3 separate regions of the Mus musculus genome follow, and regions 1 and 3 are each linked to region 2. Evidence: chromatin contacts called from public HiChIP or PLAC-seq and promoter capture Hi-C data. All regions are on one chromosome and are shown on one strand. The core of a region is the stretch at or near the end of the contact, and the rest is flanking DNA. Distances in the headings are between cores, read along the strand shown.

What was found. Promoter capture Hi-C pulls out the DNA fragments that hold promoters and counts their contacts. HiChIP or PLAC-seq counts read pairs in DNA pulled down with a chosen protein or histone mark.
Region 1: a contact with region 2 is called in an H3K27ac HiChIP or PLAC-seq map of embryonic stem cells, with 2.8 times the contacts expected there. The contact joins the enhancer-like site here to the promoter of Ttc32 in region 2. A contact is called at or near these places in 7 of 39 promoter capture datasets (the 3T3-L1 cell line, the C10 cell line, HPC-7-derived erythroid cells and 3 more), 1 of 484 Hi-C or Micro-C datasets (the HL-1 cell line), 5 of 115 datasets of contacts at active chromatin or transcription factors (embryonic stem cells, large pre-B cells and pancreatic cancer cells) and 2 of 9 other capture datasets (adipose tissue and liver).
Region 3: a contact with region 2 is called in a promoter capture Hi-C map of pre-B cells, with 2.3 times the contacts expected there. The contact joins the enhancer-like site here to the promoter of Ttc32 in region 2. A contact is called at or near these places in 2 of 39 promoter capture datasets (the C10 cell line and pre-B cells), 2 of 115 datasets of contacts at active chromatin or transcription factors (large pre-B cells and memory CD8 T cells) and 2 of 9 other capture datasets (adipose tissue and liver).

Annotation. Positions count from the first base shown.
Region 1 is chr12:8,866,821-8,870,506 of GRCm38.p6, reverse strand. No RefSeq gene overlaps it. Among named protein-coding and RNA genes, the nearest start is that of Gm33483, 11 kb to the left of the region's middle. Within about 2 kb of position 1,711, at least 10 of the 459 cell types and tissues checked have an H3K27ac peak or open chromatin away from gene starts, as enhancers often do. A contact at or near this core is called in embryonic stem cells, where this site is marked.
Region 2 is chr12:9,027,648-9,031,491 of GRCm38.p6, reverse strand. It overlaps Ttc32 (tetratricopeptide repeat domain 32), which reads right to left and starts at 1,495. Exons shown (of 3, transcript NM_029321.2): 1 at 1,296-1,495. The coding sequence starts at 1,435. Wdr35 (WD repeat domain 35) reads right to left here. Exons shown (of 27, transcript NM_001159527.1): 26 at 3,769-3,844; 27 at 2,645-3,486. The coding sequence ends at 3,336.
Region 3 is chr12:8,841,266-8,844,928 of GRCm38.p6, reverse strand. No RefSeq gene overlaps it. Among named protein-coding and RNA genes, the nearest start is that of Gm33418, 12 kb to the right of the region's middle. Within about 2 kb of position 2,383, at least 37 of the 459 cell types and tissues checked have an H3K27ac peak or open chromatin away from gene starts, as enhancers often do. A contact at or near this core is called in memory CD8 T cells and pre-B cells, where this site is marked.

The DNA of each region.
Region 1 (3,686 bases), core at 462-2,961, 160 kb after region 2:
ATTGCTGAGGCCATCACCACACAAACCTGGGCTCCAGGGTGCTTGCTAGCCATGCAGAAACGTGTCTCTAAACTGGTCCTGATGCCTGAAGACCCTGTCTTTCTGCTCAGTTCTCCTGTCCTCACTAACCACACACATAGACACGCAGGCCGTCTCTGCAGGCATGCACGCGCATGCACACATGCACACACACTCACTCACGCACGCACGCACAGCGACACATTTCACACCTTCTCCCAACCCTGCCTCTGCCCGGTCAGTGACCCCAGTGCACAGACCTTTACAACCACCATGACACTCCTAGCTTTAGGACTCCTCTGCTACTTGGAAGGAACTACAGTATCTAGAAACTTCTACCTCCCCCTCCCCCACCCCCTCCCCCAATTATAACCTTAAACACAAAGCAGTATGAGGGGGATGCAGGCCAAACGGCATATTCTACATAATAGCTTGGTTTGGGTAGATGTCTTGGAAGAAGAGGCTGCCACCTGGGCCTCAACGAAACATGGGATAGTGAAAACGATGAAAGATTTTGCAGTTTTTGGTTTTTTGTTTTGTTTGTTTTGTTTTTGTTATCTTAAAGACACGATAAATCTGGCCTTTCAGGATGCACTCACAGCTGACCTGGCTTCAGGTAGTGATGCATCCAGAGTCCAGAGAAATGTCCATAGCGCTTTGTATCTGCTCCTGTTTCCCAAGTACATTCTTACCAGATCAGAGACCAAACTGACTTTAGCGTGGAGCATCCTCAAGAGCGCCACCAGAAAAATCGTCAAGGACTTTGATTGGCCCAGTATGAAGGCACGCGTGCAATTCGGAACCAATCCTTATGACTAGAGACATGGAGTTCTCTGACTGGCCAGCTCTGAGCTGTGTACCTACTTCTCCGGCGGGCCAGCTCCACTGCAGGGGATGGGCATAAGGGAGCAGGCTCTGTTGTTATTAGCACAACTGGGGTGGTAAAGCAAACAAACAAAACCCCAAATCAATAGCACTCAAGGACCTCTGCCTTGAATAACAGTCCTCCCTTTGATACTTCACACTTCTTAAGCTCCAGTATAAAGAATGTGTTCAGCTTGTTTATCAGGAGATAACGCTAAGCCCAGTGTTCCTATCACTGAGTTAGTTTCACAGTAGGGAAATAGCACATCCAGATGTTACACATGATTGCTCTGTTCTCTTGTAACAGGAACCAAGAATCCTGTGGAGTCCCTTGAGCCATTTATGCTAGCTCAGTGGTTCTCATCCTTCCTAATGCTGTGGCCCTTTAATACAGTTCCTCATGTTTTGGTGACCCCAACCATGAAATTATTTCATTGCTACTTCCTAGCTATAATGATACTGTTACAAGTCGGAATGTAAATATCTGATATGCGACCCCCACAGATTGAAAACCACTGGGCTGCAGCGATGAATTTGGAGCTCCCAAATAGAACCTTCCTTGGAAGACCGGGTAGGCCAAGGGTGTTGTTTGTTGTTGTTGTTGTTGTTGTTGTCTGTACTCCTTGAAGGTGACTTTGAGCTGGAGAATGATGCAGGGGGCTGGCTGGCTGCCCAGCTCCACCTCTGTGAGTTGACCAAGCCGCTGAAGGTTAGGCTCTGGTGTCCTTGACACTTCCCAGCAGGATTCTGATGCTAAGGCCTGCGTTTCAGTAGGAAAAGGTCATGCCCTTCAACCTGCCTCAGGGAGAAGTGAATCAAGCGAGCAGCTTTACCTGCCTGCCCAGGCAAGTCTGGGTTTCCCCTATTTTCCCTGCCTTATTATGCGGGATCCCTCTGTTGCAACCTTTATGCTTCATCCTTAGCAACCGACACCTTTTGGGATGCTTGGACACCACCTCCTAGCTGTGACTCTATCTCGGCTGGCTCAAGGATATTGGTTTAGTTACTTTCAGTGGGGAAGAGAGACTGATTTCAACTCACTGTTCAAGAACAAACCATCCATCATGGCAGAGAAGACTGGGTGCTGGAACTAGCTCTTAGCTGTGATGGCAGGAACATGAGGGTACTTTCTCACATCTCCATGGATCAGGAATTGGACAGCTTTGGATCAGAACTGAGACTGGGCCATAAGAGGTCCAGCTCTCAGCAGCCGACTCCCTCCAGCTAGGACCTGACACCTAAAGTTTCCACAGCTGTAACAGACAGCACTACCAGCTGGGGACCAATTGGTCAAATACATGAGCCTGTGGGACTTTCAGATTCAAACCATGTCAGATACCTTTCCCACAACCCTCCAGAGTACAGTGTCTTTGTCCAGTGCAGGCTCTTGTCACTGAAATGTTCCTACACGATGCTTCTCACACTATGGGCCCAGGGACTTCTAGAAAAAAGACTTTGCTCTTCTCCTTAATGTATTCCTGTGAATCCATCAGTCATTTATGGATTCCTACCCATTACATGCCAAGGGCCTGTTAGAGGCAGAAAGCTTTCCCTGGAGTTGTGTGTGGTCCAGTAGAGCAGACAGGCATAGAAACAGACAGTTATGACACAAATGGATAGCGGTATGTGCTCTGTATTGTGAGGGCTCAGAGAAGCACTAAGTCTGTCTTGGGCAGGGGTGAGCATAGTAAGGATGGGAGTAATGGAACGGAAGTCACCTCATGTCATCACAGCCAGAGTCTACAACAACTGCTTCATTCACTCAGGTATTTGTTCTCATTATTCTGAAGTGCTTTAAAAGAGTGTCAAATTCCAAAGGTCTACTTCATGCGCCTCCCCAGAGGAACACCCTATCTTACTTACTATCTTAACAAATTTGTACACATACATGCACACATACACACAGGCACACACTCTCTTACATGAGTGGTCACACAATAGTCATCCCTTTTCTCATTTGACACCTTGAAGCTCATTCCAAATCACGAGGAACATTCCAGTCAACTGCATAGTATTAGCATAGAAATGCTCTGGTCAGCCAGTTGCCTATAGTGCTGGATACTGATTTTTAAATTGCTTACTATTACAAATATTATATCATAAATAATCATGTATATGAATTATTTTTCATGTATACATAGACACAGAAATGTTGGATTAAGGACAGATTCATATTAGTTTTATCTACCTGGTATCTAACACCTAACTCTTAAAAACATATGATAGAGCTTTATCAAGTTTTCCTTCTAATCTACAATTAGCATAGCCCTTTGCTGTGGCCAGAAAACCCAGGCAGCCTCGAGGAGCTAGAGGAGGAGGCAGCAAAAAAAAAAAAAAGAGGAAGAGGAGGATAACACTTCATTTCATGCTTGATCTTTGACAAAATAACTAATTTCCCCTTTTCTCTTTTAACTATGTTTAATATTTATAAAAATTCAAAATTATTTAATATAACTAGCATATTTTGCATAACCTTAATTAACATTTTTAATTGCTATGATGAAACACTATGGCCAAAAATAATTTGGGAAGGAAAGGGTTTATTTCATCTTAGAGTCCCTCATCACAAACCATCTCTGAAGGAAGTCAGGGCAGGAACTCAAGTCTGGAACCTGCAGGCAGGAGCTGATACAGAGACCATGGAGGGTGCTGCTTACTGACTGGCTTGTTTCTCATGGCTTACTCAGCCTGCCTCATTAGACACCGCAGGACTACCTGTCCTAGGGTGGCACTGCTCACGATGGGCCAGGCCCTCCCCACCCATCATTCACTAATCCACAGGCTTGTGGACAGACAATCTTATG
Region 2 (3,844 bases), core at 246-2,745:
CTTGAAGTAACTAATGCTACATGTGCAGGCATTAGCACAGAAGATAGCCAGGCTGTGAATATCACAAAGAGTAAAAGACTTCACTCTATTACAGTGGAATTGTGAACCTGCAGAGTTGGATCGATTCTCCCGGTTTAACGACCAATTCACAACCAATACAGAGACATTGGGACAAACAATACGGAGGGGCTAAGAGTAAGACTCCCTGATAAGCAGATGTATCAAGAGAGGAGCTGAGACTAGATAATAAATATAGTGAACTGCCAACCTGACCTGCTTCTTCCTGACCCGGCTGACCGGAAACAAAAACCCGGCAGCCTAAAAAGGCTTTTCTACTTTTTTTTCACCAATAGAGCCCCCCACCCCACCCCACCCCCGCTGATGGCTCTGCTATGCTACTACTACACAAGTTCAAAGCTGGATCGGACATGCTTAGGGCTCTGTGCTCAAACTGACCAACCCTCAGTTCCTTAAACCCTCAAAGGAGTGGATCTGCGGGTTCCTGAAATCCTCTTCCGCTTTGCCGAGGGTTTTATCTGTTTGCCCACTCAAGTTTTCTCACCCCTAGGAAACCTTTCCTCATTAGCGGATTCTCTCATAAGCTGTACTTAGTCGTGGCACCCTCCTCCTCCTCCACCACCTCCTCCTCCTCCGCTGCTACCTGCCTGGCTTGAGAGTTTTACTGCCTTTTAATTCCTTAACTGGCAGAAAACAGAATGCAACCAAGACCCCTAAATGTCAAAATTTTTATAATTATCAGATTTTGGCTCGACATACAACCCCGTTTTCTAAAGACTCAAAGCGTAGTGGGAATAGAGGGGTCAGAGTGCACATCTTGATAAGCTGCTCGAACTCAAATATCAAAGTAACAAAGAACTGTACTGGGCAATAAACGTTTCATCGCTGGCTTGATATTCTACAGAAAGGACTCTTGTGATGTTCTAGCGGTGTCACATTAACAACCCTTAACTTCAGGAGTGTGCTGTGACGTCGTGGTAAACACTAACGGGACAGCTGGGTGCAGCGACTGTGCTTAGCTTAAGCGGGTGCTGAACCGGAACCTTCGCGTCCGGAACACAAAGGCGTCGCTGTGGTTCCGAGGACGACCACCTTCCCTGCCCAGAACAGCGGCTTCCTGCCGCCTGGGCCTCTGCGGAGACCAAGGCGTCCCCTCCCCGAAGGACAGGGCTCGGAGGGGATCTTTTCTGGGGAAACCAAGCGGCAGCCCAGGACTCCGCGGTCCGCGCGTGGCTCGGGGACCACCCACGCGCCCAGCCCGCTCTCGCGATAGTTACCTCCCGTGACGCGCGCACTGGCCAATGAAGGCGGAGTACAGCTCCCGGGCCTCGGCAAACTCGCCCCTGGAGAAGCGAGCCTGCGCCGTGGCCAGGGCGGCCGAGCTCTCTCCGCCCTCTCGGCCTGGCCGCAAGGCCATGACCGCCTCACCCGGGTGGAAGCGGAACCACAGCTACCGCTCACGGGACTTCGTTGGCTAAAGGAAAAGGACGTTTGTCCTGTTTGAAGACCCGTAGTATCGCGAGACAACTGGTAGCGCCTGACGCCGTTCGCGGGAAATTAAGAGAATTTAAATCTTTGTGACATGTGTATACATAATTAGATTAGATTAGATTAGATTAGATTAGATTAGATTAGATTAGATTAGATTAGATTAGATTAGATTAGATTAGATTAGATTAGATTAGATTAGATTAGATGGATGATAGATAGACAGACAGACAGTGCCCATGGCCGGGCGGTGGTGGTGCGCATATATCCAGGCAGAATGCTGTATACATAGTAAATAAAGAAGTCTTTAAAAAATTTTTTTTTAGAAAATAATTATAGAAGCAGACAGTAGAGGGCAACATAATATTGCTGTTTTCATTTTAGATACCCAAAATAAGCGTCTAGAGCTATGGCAACAGAGTTAATATTCTGTTACTTTGAAACAAATTTGTCCATGTTTCTGAGTGTGAACTTTCTGTAGTCTCTATGGTAACAATTCTCTGCCACTTCAGTCACTGTATATTTTCCTAAAAAGACTTAGCTTTTTCTCCCATGTGATATATATTCTGTGTATGTCTCTGTGTGTGTCCGAGGATGTGTCTGTGGATGTGAAGACAATGCAAATGCCACATTTCCCTACATTATAGTGGAAGGAAACATGGGATAAACGTCCTTTTTTCCCTTCAGAATTTGTTTTCATGTTTATTTCAAATAATGTCTCAGAAAAACTTTTGATCTGAGCTCTGAGAATAAAGAAAAGTGATTTGTTTTGTTTTTTCGAGACACGGTTTCTCTGTGTAGCCCTGGCTGTCCTGGAACCCACTCTGTAGACTAGGCTGGCCTCGAACTCAGAAATCTCCCTGCCTCTGCCTCCCAAGTGCTGGGATTAAAAGCATGTGCCACCACTGCCCGGTCAGAAAAGTGATCTTAAAGTACATTTCAGCAAAATATAATGAGCTGTGTATGGCAGATGAGAGAGGTCGGCAGTGCCTGTGCAGGTACACTGCTTACCAGAATGCTGGGACCGGCCACATTAGTGCATGCTGTGGCTGCTGGGGTCACATTTAGGCCACTAGAGTACTCTGAACCATGGCATAGCTCGGGATAAGCTTGATGATAACTACAGCATTACTCAAAATCAGTTAATTCATGTTTATTACAAAGAAAAGAGACCAAATGCTTCCTCTTGAATGAGGCTTGTAGTCTTTAAAACTTCAAATAATAAAAAGTCTTAAAATGCCATTTCCTCATTTATGAACATACAGAAATTTAACCTTAAGTAGAAACAGAGCTCATGTCCTAAGCCGCTGCTGAGCCTCCCTGAACCCAGGTCATGTCTGTTCTCTGCTTCAAGGCAGCCCCTCCTACCCTCTGCCATCCCCAGCTACCTCCCAAGGGGTCTCTAACCAACTGGTAACCTTGGCAAGAGAGAACTAGTTCTGTGGTAATTTGCCACAAACTATAAGTTATATAAATGGTAAATGAACAGACAGGAACTACAAAAAAATTAGTTCACACCTGTAAATCTTATGTGAAAAGAATCAAACTGTCTCTTGGTTGCACTGTGATGTATGGATTATCTTTTTTTTCCAGTACTGACAGTGGACCCAGGACCTGCGCAGGCTTGGAACGCATGCTACCACTGAGCACATGCCAGCCCTCCCTTTACTTTTATTTTCTTTTGTAATATATATTTTATACAAAAATACAACTAGCAGATGATGAGGTGATTTTCCTATGAATCCTTAGGAAATCAAGCTCTACGACACAGTCGGGTGCAGAGAAGCGTGTGTGCTTCCAGCACTGTACAACTGAGAGTCTTCTTTCCTTTATTCTACCGAGCTGTGGCATAAAGGGCAAAAGTTGTAGTTGCTGATCTCCTGGGCGAGGACGTAGTGCTTGCAGACTTTGCACACCCAGAACTGATACTCGATGATTGGGCTGCCAGTGGCGATACAGGTCGGCAGTTTGCCTTCCCCGCTGTAAAAATAAGAGAGAAAACAATTAGACGTGAAAATACGTGATTGGTCTGTCTACTCTACTCTAAATACTCAAGAATGAAAATTTCCAAGTCAAATTTCAAATAAAATACTTTTAAAAGTTTTTCTCATAAAAACTTTTCTTTAAATGAATATAGCTTTACTACACTCATGTAGGATAATAATATTAATCAATTTTAATATTAACATAAACTCCTTAAAAATTCAGTGCTTTATACTAGCCAAGCTTCAGGTGAATGGCATTTGATTATGATGCACCTACCCTTCAAGAAGGCTGTTTAATTCAGACTTCCTGTTGTCTTTTGGCGTGTGTTTGGTGAAGATTTCCAGAGCCAGGT
Region 3 (3,663 bases), core at 1,134-3,633, 190 kb after region 2:
CACAAAGATGATAAACATCACGTGTGCCCTGATTTCTCCACCGACAGACTGTGCGCCACTCTCCTTCCTCTTTGCTCAGGCCTCTGTTTGTAGAGACACAAGAGTATTGAAATTAGGTCACTTGATAACCCTGCAATGGCTTCTAAGAGTTGTTCAGGTGGAAGAGTCACACCATCTCTCACTTTAAATCAAAAGCTAGACATAATGAAGGTTCACGACGAAGGTGTGTTCAAAGCTGAGACAGGCTAAAGTCCAGAGTGTGCCCTGCAACAGCCGCATTGTGAATGCCAGTGAAGAATTCCCAAAGGATGTTAAGAGCGCTCTGTCTGCAAGTACATCACCTGTGCTAAGAAAGTAAAACGTGATTACTGATATGGAAAAGAGTTTAAGTGGTCTTGATAGGTCGGAGGAGCCAAACATTTCCATAGTCATGCCTAACCCTGAGTGAGACTGGACTTCAGTTCTATGAAAGCTGTTTGGAATGGAGCACGGCCGTCTCATGAGGGTGTTAAAAAATAAAAGCCGCTTCCCAAGCTTCAAAGTGCAGAGGGAAGCAGAGGTCTATAAACATGGCATCAGGAAGATACCTAGCTAACCAGAAAGAGACAAACAACATTATCTGTGGGAGAAGGTGACAGTGAGAACTGATGCAGCTAGTGAGAAGTCAGAGCCTGGCTTTTAAATGTCACAGGACAAACTGACTCTTGTTAGGAGCCAATACAACTGTCATCACAACACTGAAGAAAGTGCTCATGTACCGGTCCCTCAATCCCATGGCCCTTAAGAATTGCTGTCCAGCGGGTGGAGAGATGGCCTCGTAGTTTAATAGCTCTGGCTACTCTTACAGAGGACCTGAGCTTGGTTCCTAGCACTCACATGGTGGCAAGAGTCTCATAATTGGCTGTAACTATAACTCTGGCTCTAGGGGATCCCATACTCTCTTCTTGCATCTGTGAGCTGTGTGTTCGCGCAAGTGCATGCGCAGGCGCGCACACGCGCACACACGCACACGCATGCACACACGCACACACGCACACACACAGGCACACACGCACATATGCACACACACACACACGCACACATGCACACACACACACTCGCGCACATGCACGCACGCACACATGCACACACACGCACACACACACACACACACACACGCACGCGTACATACACACACTCGCGCACACACATGCGCGCGCACACACGCGCACACACACTAATACAAATATTAATATTTAATACAAATATTAAAGAAGAATAAGAAGAATCACAAGGAGATGGCTCAGTAGGTAAAGGCCCCTGTCACCAAGCCTGATGATCTGAACTTGAGCTCAATCCCTGAAGCGTACATGGTAGAAAGAAAGAACAGAGAAGTTGCCATCTGACCTCCACACATGAGATGTGGCATGCACATGTGTGTGTGTAAACACAGCCACATCCTCAATAAAAAATTAAATACATAAATAAATAAATGTTAAGAAATGAATTACATGAAATCTAGTGTCCCTGTGCTCTCTCTGTGGAACAACAAAGCCTGGAAGACAGGACATCTGCTTGCAACATGGCCTACTGAATATTCTAAGCCACTATTGAAGTCTGTCGCTTGGGGTCAGGAAAGGTTATTCTTAAAATCTGACAATAGACCCAGTCACCCAAGAACCCTGGCAGGCTTCTACTATAACATAGTTGCTTTTGTGTGTGCTAACACGACATGTACATCCCAAGGATTAAGGAGTGATGGCGACTCCCAAATCTTATGATGTAAGAAATAAACACATTTAATAAGGCTGTAGGTGCCATAAATAGCCATCCCTCTCACGGACCTAGGATTAGGAAGCTTGGTGGAAATGGTTCATAGAGTGTGAGATGCTGCAACCAAAATAAAATAAAAATCATGTTGAATGTCAAACTGCAACGTCGGGAAGGTCTGGGAAGAAGTTGACTCCAGCCTTACAGATGCTTCAGTGGCGGAAGTGGCTGCAGCTGCGGAGGAAAAGGGTGACAGCTAAAGTTAGAAGTGGCATCTAAGGCTGGGACTTGGTTACTGTGGTTTTGTCATAAAACTCAAATAGGGAGTTGCTTTTTACGCATGGCCATAAAAAGTGGTTTCTCGTGTGTGTGTGTGTGTGTGTGTGTGTGTGTGTGTGTGTGAGAGAGAGAGAGAGAGAGAGAGAGAGAGAGAGAGAGAGAGAGAGAGAGAAAGAGAGAGAGAGAGAGAGGAAGAGAGAGAGAGAAAGAGAGAGAGAGAATGGGCGTGTGCACGTGGGCATGGAGCCAATGGGTAGATAGTGACTTTCTCAATCACTCTCCCTATATCTTACATTTTTTAGTCTAGGGTCTCGCAGGTGAACCTGGAGCTCACCTCTTGGCTAGGCTGGCTGGCACCTAAACCACGGGGATCCACCTACCTCTTACACCCCAACAAGGGTTGCAGACACCGGATACCTCACCCAGCTTTTATATGGGTTCCAGGTACAAACTCAGGTCCTAATCCCTGTAATGCAAACATTTTACCAACTGAGCTGTCTCCCAGTTCAGCAGTAAAGCAGTCTTAATTAGGTTCTAGATGTTGTTTCTTTAGACGTAATGCTATTGCTCGCTTCACAGATTATAGTCTAACACAAACATAACCGGATGTGACTCATTTTACCTCCATGTTTGTCTAACTTTGGTTGTCTGGGATGAAACTTGCCATATCTCTGAGGTACGCATGCACGTGCATAATACGGGAGATATATGATATTGTCTATTTGTCTATAAAGGTCTGCAATTCTGTGACTGCTGGGCATGCTCCTGTAGCAGTAGGGCTAGAGCTATGGCTCTGTGGGTTAAGTGCTTACCGTGCAAGTATGAGGACATGAGTTCAAAGCCTCAGAACCCATGGAAAAGCTGGGAGACAGGCCTGTGAGATGGCATAGGGAGTAAAGGTGCTTGCCACCAAACCTGACAATCTGAGATCAGTCCCCAAGGACCACATGGTAGAAGGAGAGAACTGACTCTCACAAGTTGTCTCCCATATGCAGGTGCTCCCCCAATAAAGAAACAAAGGAACAAGTGTACCGATGTAAAGCGTCTGTACTATGCTACGACTGAGCACAGTTGCAGGAGTCTGCAGTCCCAGTACTGGAGAAGGGTTAAGTGGATACCAGGGGCTCACAGACTACCCAGTCTAGGAAGACCGACAGGAACGAAAGAAGGAAGGAGGGAGGAAGGGAGGGAGAGAGGGGGATGGAGGGAGAAAGGGAGGGAGGGAAGGAAACGAGGGAGGGAGAAAAGGAGGGAGGGAGGGAGGAAGACTGGAAAGAGAAAGGATTGGTGAGATAGAGAAGTGGGAGCAAGAGGGAGTGAATGGGCTGCCAGTATGATCAATGTTATATACTTTGAGTACATAAAAATATCATAGCAAAACCTATTATTTTATACAATTAATATGCAGCAAACTTTTTTAAAGACATAAGAAAAATGAGTTGAATGAAAAAGTAAACTCTTTTGTTTTGTTTTGTTTTGTTTCGAGACAGGGTTTCTCTGTATAGCGCTGGCTGTCCTGGAACTCAGAAAAAGTAGAGTCTTAACAGAGCTCAAACCTGTGAGCTATTTTTATGGAAATGTATTCAGAGGAACTGAAAACGAAATTATCAAAAAAATGCTTATTAGAAAGGCTCT